Linked DNA regions of Mus musculus: region 2 is linked to region 1. Evidence: chromatin contacts called from public Hi-C data. All regions are on one chromosome and are shown on one strand. The core of a region is the stretch at or near the end of the contact, and the rest is flanking DNA. Distances in the headings are between cores, read along the strand shown. Region 1 has its middle 40 kb from the start of Gm30471. Region 2 overlaps Zmat4 (zinc finger, matrin type 4).

Evidence for each region. Hi-C and Micro-C count contacts between places; a contact is called where the count stands out from the background.
Region 2: a contact with region 1 is called in a Hi-C map of cerebellum, with 2.8 times the contacts expected there. The contact joins two enhancer-like sites. A contact is called at or near these places in 4 of 484 Hi-C or Micro-C datasets (the N1E-115 cell line, cerebellar granule neurons, cerebellum and 1 more).

Annotation. Positions count from the first base shown.
Region 1 is chr8:23,606,140-23,611,196 of GRCm38.p6, forward strand. No RefSeq gene overlaps it. Among named protein-coding and RNA genes, the nearest start is that of Gm30471, 40 kb to the right of the region's middle. Within about 2 kb of position 2,197, at least 2 of the 459 cell types and tissues checked have an H3K27ac peak or open chromatin away from gene starts, as enhancers often do. A contact at or near this core is called in cerebellum, where this site is marked.
Region 2 is chr8:23,722,818-23,727,874 of GRCm38.p6, forward strand. All of the region lies in intron 1 of Zmat4 (zinc finger, matrin type 4), which reads left to right. Among named protein-coding and RNA genes, the nearest start is that of Zmat4, 56 kb to the left of the region's middle. Within about 2 kb of position 2,589, at least 18 of the 459 cell types and tissues checked have an H3K27ac peak or open chromatin away from gene starts, as enhancers often do. A contact at or near this core is called in cerebellum, where this site is marked.

The DNA.
Region 1 (5,057 bases), core at 947-3,446:
CTGAGTGGAAGGGTGGATGGGTCTCCTGCTGTGCCCTAGGTGGCCTCCTGTCTCATTATAGTGAAGTCATTGTTACCTCTTCTTTCACAGAGTGCTGTGGCTTCTGTGACTTCCTGTCTGGAAGTCCCTGCTGCACCCGCTCTGGTTCCCCTACTTACTGCTGTTGCCCTTCTCCAAGTTCACACCCCTCCACCTGTCTGCAACCACCAAATGCTCTCAAGAGCCAGTGGTTCTCAACCTGGGGGTTGAAAGGCCCTTTCACAGGGGTCACCTAAGACCACCAGAAAACACAGATATTTAACATTGCAATTCATAACGGTAGCCAAGTTACAGATGTGAAGTAGCAATGAAAATCATTTTATGGTTAGGGTCACCACACCATGAGAAACTGGACTATTGCATGGTCACAGCATCAAGAAGGTTGAGAACCACTGTTCTAGGGGGAACACACACCAACTCCCTACAACCATTAGACTTTCCTCTTGGATTTCTCTTGGCTTTTAAAATATTATAGATGACTGATGCTTGTGTATCTTTGTTTATCTTGCCTGATAAAGTAGACCCCAGGGTCAGGACCCTCAAGTTTACTGCTCATATACAGACGTTCATGTCTATTCAAGACAGAGCAAAGAGAACCAGGTCCCAGTGAGGAGGCAAAGAGAAGTCCGCAAGCATTTAAGAAGGGCATGACTGTACTCTTCAGTCAGTCTTTGGGCTTGGGCTTTGGCTTCTCAGTGAGGCAGTACTCAGTAACTTCCATCTGGTCCTGCAGTATGGTTCATCCTCAGTCGACCTTTACCCTCATTTGCTGGTTAGGTAAATTTGTGTTTTGCAGTGCTAGGGATGGAACCTAGGACATTTCACACCAGAGCCCTCTGAGCTACATCCCCAGCCATACATGCCTACCATGTGATGGAGTCCCAAGCCAGGGGCACTGTTGACTTTCACTGACCTGTGCAGATCTGTGTTTGAGAGACGTGGGGTCTGAGGACTGGAAAGAACAGGAGGGACTACAGCCTAATGCTATTGACACACTTCCTTCAGTCTCAGTTTACTTTTATGCATGAATGCAACAAAGAAAGCAACGATGCAAGGAAGGTTGTTTGAGTTCACGAAAACATGATCAGAAAAACATGTAAACAGATGCCAGTAAGGACCTACTAAACACTGACAGAGTAGCCTTTTTCCCAGAACTTTCTCAGGACAGATCAATTTAAACAAAACTGTCTGGCACGTTCTATAGATTATATCTGGGAAAGCATAAAAACAAAGCATGTCCAAGTTCAGGGTACACCATATTGGGTTCTATAGCTATGACCTGACATCCAACAATAACAAACATGTATTATAAATTGAATGTAAATGTTTGTTACAGGAGGCACGAGATCACATCCAAAAGCAACATAAAAAATAAAACACATTGCTCACTGTGGTCATTTCTTTGACTGTGATTGGACAGGGCACACTCAGAAAGTAGAGTGCAGTACAGCGTGGAGCGTCTCCTTATAGCTAGCGACCTGAGGTGCAGTGAGCCTGTTTTGGTCAAGTCTGCAGATCCCCATTTCCAGCAGTGAAATATCTCAGCGAAGAAGCTGTCCCTCCTGTTACTTAGTTCCGTTTTGTCAATGTGCATGTTTTTCTAGGCCAATTGGGAGGGAAGGTGAGCTGTTTGGGAAAGCGAGAAAGCCAGGATGAGGCTGACTTAGCAGGGGCTGCAGAGTCCCCGGAAGGTCTTGAGTTGGGAAGGGGCAGGGCCTCCATACTTCCAAGTTATAGGTTTTCTAAGGGAGGAGGGGCCTAACTCCAAGACGTTTCCATTCTCTGAGCACAAGGACGCGCATTGGCTCGGTCAGCCCAAGGGCACTCCTGAAGTGAACAGACTGCTAGTGATGCACGGAGCAGGTGCAGGAGGTGGGAGCACAGGTAGCAAAGGGACCCACAGGTACAAGAGAGCTGGCAGCACGGAAGAGCCCAGAGCTCCAGAGAGCACAGCCCTGCTAGCTTACAGATGGGCACATGAAGCCCAGGGAAGGAAAGCCACTCTTTCTAGACAATGCAGATTGTGAGTGGCAGGGCTGGGAATTGTGAGCAGGCCTCAGCACTGCACTTCAGACCTTTCCTCTGACATGTAGCCATCTGTTACCAGGTGGCATTAGCAGCTGATGTCCACAGGAGCACACTGGATACATTGACTCGGAATGTATGCAGCCTAGTTTCCACAGTGATAATAATACAATGAGAGAACTCCGGGCACTTAAGGCTGGGGAGGTGGCTCTGTTGGTAAAGTGCTTGCCATTGCAAGCATGGAGATTGAAGTTCAATCCACAGAACACATAGAAAAAAATCTGGGCATGGTGCCACATACATGCAATTCTAGTCGCCAGGAAGCAGAACTAGGCAGATTCCTGGTGGTATCTGGCTAGCCAGCCTAGCCTATGTGGTAAGTTTCAGGCCAGTGAGAAACCCTATCATAAAAAACGAGATGCATGGTACCCGAGGAATGACACTGGGGGCTAACCTCTGGCATCTCTGTGTATGCACACACATGTGCGTACACTCACAGGTACACACACACACACTTTCATTCACAAGGACATATGTAAACACACACCCACACCCCCCCACCCACACATATCTACACACACCACACACACACACACACACACACACACACACACACACACACACACACACACACACACTTTCCCCTCCTCCCACAGTCTCCATCATTATCACAAGATCTCTCAATGTCTGTACAATAATATGAACTTTACAAGACATTAGAAGATCTCAGAAGTTGAACACACCTTGTTTCAGGTACCAGGGCCATTTTCTTCACCCTGTTACCTGTCCCCCCTCACCCTCCTTGGTTCCCCACCACCACCCATTTGTTGTTTGTCTCAGGTCTTAAGGGAAGCCTTAGTGAAAGGGGCTTATGGGGCTGGAGTCGTCACTTCCCAAAAGTGGTTGTCTTGAACTGAATAAACAGAAACTCTGCACTTCAGGTTCTGAGTCTTGAACACCAGCAATACCAAGAAGTACTTCTCCATTGAGTTTGGCCGAACGCCTGGAGCCAGTTACCTTCCCCTTTAGTGTGCTGGATAGCATATCCAGGTCTTCCAAGGGAAGACAAGCTGGGCACACAGAAAGGGACCGTGCACTGGGATGACATCTTTCTTAAGTCACTTGCAAAAGGGCTGTTGGGGTGTTATTAGCACAAGTGCCAAGCATCCCTGCTAATGACATTTAAAAGGAGGACTTGGTAGTTGTAATTCTTCTGAGCCCTATTAGTCACAGTGGAAGGCAATATAAACAGCTGACAGAAAACAACTAGATTTTGCAGCTCCTACAAGCAAGGAGGACCTGCAAGCTGGCCAAAGGCAGAGAGGAGCAAGGGATAATGCTAGCCAAGGGTAACGGCCTACTAAGTTCACTGTTGTTCAGTGCGAAATGAGCCAGACTTGTTTGGGGGGAGGGTAGAGATCTCTCTGCGTCTGTAGATGCTGGGCATGACAACGTTAAATTGAAACCCAGGCAAATGGCACTGCTGACTGGTAGCACCAAGTAGCCGTAGCGTCACAGAGCAGTGTGGTTGGTGTCTTTGGGAGATTGCCTACCCATCCCCGGCAATAGTGTGCCCCACTCTGGGTGCTGGGCCACCGGTGGTCTAATCAGAACTCATGTCTGTGGGATGGGAGATTTGTTTGAAAAGCTGTAGGAACAGCTTGCTTCTTAGACATTAGAGATGATGAAGATGGTGCTGTCTCTCTCTCTCTCTCTCTCTCTCTCTCTCTCTCTCTCCCTTCCTTCCTTCCTTCCTTCCTTCCTTCCTTCCTTCCTTCCTTCCTTTCTTTCTTTCTTTCTTTCTTTCTTTCTTTCTTTCTTTCTTTCTTTCTTTCTTTCTTTCTTCTTCTCTCATATGTTATATCTGGACCATAGTTCTGCTACCTCCACCCCTGCCAGTCTCCTCCCTGACCTCCCCTATCCCCTACTCCCAATTCCGCTTCTCTTCTATTTTCCTTCAAAAAAAAAAGAGCAGGCCTCCCAGAGATGTCAACCAAACATGACCTAACAAGTTACAATGAAGCCGGGCAGTGATGGCGCATGCCTTTAATTCCAGCACTTGGGAGGCAGAGGCAGACAGATTTCTGAGTTGGAGGCCAGCCTAGTCTACAGAGTGAATTCCAGGACAGCCAGGGCTACACAGAGAAACCCTGTCTCGAAAAACCAAAACAAAAAAAACCCTCAAAACCCAAATAACCCCCCCCCCCCAAAAAAAAATCCCAACCCAACCAACCAACCAACCAACCAACCAAACAAACAAACAAACCAAGTTACAATGAGACCAGGTACAAACATTCATATCAAGACAAGACTAGGCAACCCAGAAGAAGGCAAAGGATTCTGAGAGCTGGTGAAAGAGTCAGAGACACCCCCACTCCCACTGTTAGGAGTCCCATAAGAACACCGAGCTACACAACGGTAACACTTGCCTAACCTTGTTCATAGCAGCTTTGTTCATCATTGCTAGAAACTAAAAATGACTTAGATGTTCCTCGACAGAAAAATGGATAAAGAAAATGAGGTATGCCTACACAGTGGCGTTATTACTCAGCTATTTTTTTAAAAAATGACATCATGGAATGGTGGCAAAGGATGGAACTAGAAAAAAAAAATATCATCCTAAGTGAGGCAGCCCAGGCCCAGAAAGACAAACGAGATGTTTATTTACTTATAAATGGATATTTGCTGTTAAGTATAATCATGCTACAATCCAGAGACCTAGAGAGGCTAAGTGACAAGGAGGGCTCAATGGGGGAAGGGGCGCAGAGGAGAGAACACATGGATATCCCTGGGAAGGGGAAATAAAATAGATTTTTTGGGATGATTTGGAGGTGGAGTGAGAGAGTGCCAAGAGATCACCACCACCACCACCACCACCACCAACATCTCCATTATCACCACCACCGTCATCATCATCACCGTCATCACCATCATCACCACCGTCACTACTACTGTTATTGTTACATTATTTAATGAAATTGAGCACATGTCAC
Region 2 (5,057 bases), core at 1,339-3,838, 120 kb after region 1:
TGACCTGAAATTTTGACACCTCTGATCCTGCCTGCTCTTGGCATGAAGTAATTGTTTGGGCTTCATAAATCCTACCCTACCTCTCTCCCCAGTCAAGAGTCTTTTCGGGCATAGGCCTTCTTTTGACCACCCACAAATAAAGAACTCTTAACCTGACCCTCATTGAGTGGTACTCTCCTGAGTCTCGAGTGGGTACAACAACCACAGTACAATTTTCAAAAGCATGAAATTAACTTAAATTACAACTGCTTATGGGATTAAGGATATTGTCTTAGTTAGGATTTTACTACTGTGAAGAGACACCATGGCCAAGGCAACTCTTATAAGGACAACGTTTAATTGGGGCTGGCTTATAGGTTCAGAGACTCAGTCCATTATTATTATTATGGTGGGAACATGGCAGCATCCAGGCAGGCATGGTGCAGGAGGAGCTGAGAGTTCTACATCTTTATCTGAAGGCTGTTAGTGGAAGACTGGCTTCCAGGCAACTAGGATTGAGGGTCTTAAAGCTCACACCCACAGTGACACACTTCTTCCATCAAAACCACACCTATTCCAACAAGGCCACCCCTCCTAATAGTGCCACTCCCTGGGCCAGGTATATTCAAACCCTCAAGGACATTATTCGAATTTCACATTGTATGTAAAATGTAGTTCATTTTGTATGAATACACATGTTGGCATGGGGGGGGGTTGTTATTTTCAATGATTGCTATTTACATTTTTGTTTTAACTCATGATAGTAAATCCCAGTAGATGTGGCACACACCAACAAAATGCCATTTGACATCTCAACAATTTTAATCGTGTAAAAGAGGTCCTGAGTAAATGATGTTTGAAATCAACTGACATAGAGTGTTCTCTAAGAGGAAGGTATTAGTTTTTGTGAACTGGAAGGCTGTATAGACAGCTGTAAGGTGAAGGTTTATGTTATTCCTCTGGGTTTATCATCTCTTCTTCAGTCAGTGAGATCATAAATATTTAAGAGAGCTCGAGACTAAATTCAGTAGCATCAGAGACAGCATTGGATTAACCCAGTTAGCTCTTAGTCAGCCCACTGATGTTTACTGTGCCTCAGCTGTGTGCCTGGTGGCATTTTAGACGCCAGACAATGGCTCCTATAACATTTCTGGGTTTCTTCACTTAAACACCTTAAATTCTTCGGATGAGAACGTGAGGAAACACAGAAACAAAAATGATATCACCTTTTGTACTGGGAAGTGCTCCAGGGCAGAGGAACTAGGCTAGGGAGCGGTGGGCAAGAGGGAGATGGGCAGTGTCTATGTGGGGCCCAGCTACAGGGACATTTCAGATATGGACCTGGTGTTCTGGAGGTGGTCATGGCTGGTGTCAGTGCCAATGGAAAATGAACCATGAGAAGGGTGTCAGGGATGATATATACTTGGAAAACTGGGCAGTGTAAGGTGGGGTAGGGCAGGGCTTCTGAGTCAGTGGGAATTTCAGATGCCTGATTAGTCTTGCCAGGGTTATGGCTGAAGGCTTACAGGAGCCCTTTGATAGCTGAGATCATCCTGGCCAGATGAGGATGGCAAAGTGAAGGGGGTAGGGCTTGGGCTGAAGATCATAGTCTCTGCCAGAAGTTATGGGGGCTTGCAATTCTGGCCTTTAGCTAAAGCTAGTGAGAAACAGAGTTAGGAAAATCTTTCTTAAAGGGAATTCAGTTTCTCTTGCTAATACATATAGAGGGTGAGAAGGGAAGAGACAGAATGGTCCACAAGATCTCAGACTATGTCCCGAACATCTTAGTGAAGGTGTTGAGTGGGAAGCCACTGGGGTGGTGACCAGGTAGGTCAATTGAGTAGTTCTTCCTGGCCCCAAGTCAGGGTTGAGCTCTGCTGAATGTCCTCAGTTGAGTAGATATTGTTCCAAGTGCCTACTCCGTGCAAGACACTGAGTTGGATGCTAGAGGGGATTCTCATGAGTGTGACTCATAATACAAAGCTCTATTTATCTCCCGTCATGGTACTGTAGAAGCATAGAAGACACAGTGAGTAATACTTTCTGTGTGAGTTATCTTCTTCTTTCCACCCTTTGAGGAGTGTGTTGAGCATGATCCAGGTCTAGGGAAATACCTGATAAGCAATGTATGTGTGTGCTTTCCAGGGGACAAGGCGGCATGACTCGGCAACTATTTTCTAAGATCTGGGTGCACAAGAGATGTGAATACAGCTTTTTCATCTCTTTCTCTTGGGAGGCTAATAGCATTTCATCTTACTCCTCCTTTCTGTGTCTGTAGGAGAGAGGTGGGTGGAGAAATGTCATTACTTATAAATATATTACAAGTAAATAATGCAAGTACTCAGAGAGGCAGAGGGATGACTCTTCCCTGTGCAGTGCTGGCCCGTGTCTGTATGCTTGATGGTTTAAAGACGATGACATTAGGGATGGGAGAGTGGCTCATTGGTAGAGCTCTTGTCTAGCCTAATTGGGGTTCTGGATCACATCTCCGTTACTGAAAAGCAAAGAAGCAGGGATATTACTCATTGAGAGTGGTCCAGGGCTCCTGCAGATCAGGGAGGATGTTGACAGCCTGTGCTTATCCCTCTCACACAGTCTCCCCCCTCCCTTCTAGATAGATTTGTGGGCTGGGCTCCCACTAGGCAGCTGTGCAGGCTGACCTTGCCATGTGCGACGCCAGCCTGATGGCAGCTTGTCCTCCCAGCATGACTTGCCCCCTGCCAAGAACAGAGCTCGGTGACCTGCAGAAGACCTCTGAGGTCTTCTTGGCACTGGAGGCTGAGGTGTTTCTGAGGCAGGTTCCCCAGGAACAGCTGCAGTGACGGAGGTGCTGACACCCCACATTTATGGGACCAGGATCAGCAGGGAAGAGGCTTGGGAAATGGCGGACAGAATAGATGAGAATCATACAGCTGTAGTCATCGGCAACATCAAGGATACTGACGATCTTTTATTGGGTCTTTATTGAGTACTAAGAAGGACGAGGCACTTCATATTCTCACAACAATGTTACCACCATGAAAACAGTGCTTTCATGGACCACTTTATAGGCAAGTTGAGTGAGGTTCAGGGATTAAATGACTTTCTGAGTTATGTAACTAACAAAGGTCATAATCAATGCTGACACCTAAGTGTGTGTCCCAAGAGCGTCTTTCCTGCAGGCTCACCACATGGGTTTTCTTTAGGAGATTCATTCCGATTTGTGCAAACAACACAGAATGACTTCTGTTTGTGGTGGTGCTGCTAGGGCTCAATGAACATTTTTCTGGCCATCCTCAAGACATCTGACAGGTGACCATACTCAGGTGTGGACTCTGTGGCCAGAGTGGGACAAATGGTGTGAGAGGGGATGACATAATACTTTGAGTCCCCCTTCCTCTGCCTTAGTTAGTGTTACCATTGATTGCTATGATAAAACACCACAACCAAAAACATCTTGGGATGCAAAGGGTTTGTAGAGCTTACACTTCTACATCACAGTCCGTTATGGAAGAAAGCCAGGACAGGGACTAAGCAGGGCAGGAACCTGGAGGCAGGAACTGATGCAGAGGCTGTGGAGGGGTGCCCTTTACTGGCTTATTCAACATGGCTTGCTAATATCAAACCTAGGACTACCAGCCCAGGGATAGTGCTATCCAAAATGGGCTGAGCTCTCCTCCATCAATCAGTAATTAAGAAAATGCCTTAGGGCTGAAGCTTAATGGAAGCATTTTCTCAATTGGGTTTCCCTCCTCTCAGATGGCTCTAGTTTGTGTCATGTTGACATAAAGCTAGCCAGAGCAGACCCACTCCTTTCCTGATTGGTAGCCGTTAAGGCCAAGGACTATACTACTATACAATTATACTACATTTTATATATATATATATATATATATATATATATATATATATATATATATACATACATACATATATATATCCACAGTATATACAACTATACTATATCATATATATAGTATGTACAACTAAACTACATTATATATACAATATATGCAACTAGACTACATTAGTATAGTTCTGCACTTTGGAGCTACACCCACGGCCTCAGGATTATGCTCTTGTGGTCCAGTGCAGCTTGGAGGTCGATTTATTTACTTCCAAGAGTTCCTTTTTGTTATCAGAAACCTCGCTTCCTAGTTAGTGGAGTCATATAGATTTCATTTTCCTCCACTGGAGCAACATCTTTTCCTTAACTGGCCAATGGAAGGGGAGAGAGAAAGATACATTGAATCATGGAGTTTCTCTTGCCCTTTGGGGGAAAAAAAGAAATTCATGGTTACATTGTTGAAAAATGGTTCTTGGCTTAAAATTAGAGGCCACATCATGTGTGCTTTGGGAATGATCCCACATAATCTGCAGGTAGGTCAGCACTTTTGGAAGGTTTAATAGGGCTGGTTTTCGGTTTTCTTGTCAAAGCCCTGTAGACACTGGCATGATGGATGTAGATTCAACCATGCATCCTGGATGCAGTTAGGGATCTACATAGAGGTGGGGCCAGGGAGACCGCCCAGAGCAGAGGTGACTTCTATATTCCATTTTCGTTTCCCTCACAACTGAATTCCAGAAAGGATGCAAGCTGTTAGGGAAGGGCATTTCATCTGCGTGGAGTTATGCATTGTCAGCGGACTGCCTGAGGCTGGCAGGAGCACCTTGTATGGCAGGAGGAGGACTGAGACTTTCCCTGAAGCACCTTTGTCCTCCCATGTCCTCCCTTTTCAGTCTTTCCTCCCTGCCCCTTGCTTTAATTTCAGGGCCAAGTGGCTTTGGGAACACGCTGACTTGTTCTTTCCCTATTCTGTCTCAGTCTCAAGGAGGCATAGATAACCCAAGAACCTACAGCCTTTGCAGCTGGGAGAGCTTTGTCCTAGACACAAGGCAGTTTAATTTCCCAGACGCCCCCGTGTGATGAACAGAGAAAGTCAGAGTGGCTACCCATTTTACAGTTAGAGATGCTGAAAATTAGAAAAGCTGTGTTGTCCATGGGGACTGGATTGTTCCTACTTCTGTATCATAGGACTTGGGAGGGTGGGGTGCCCTTTAAGGACAGAGGATAGTGTGAAGTTACACTTGTGGAATTT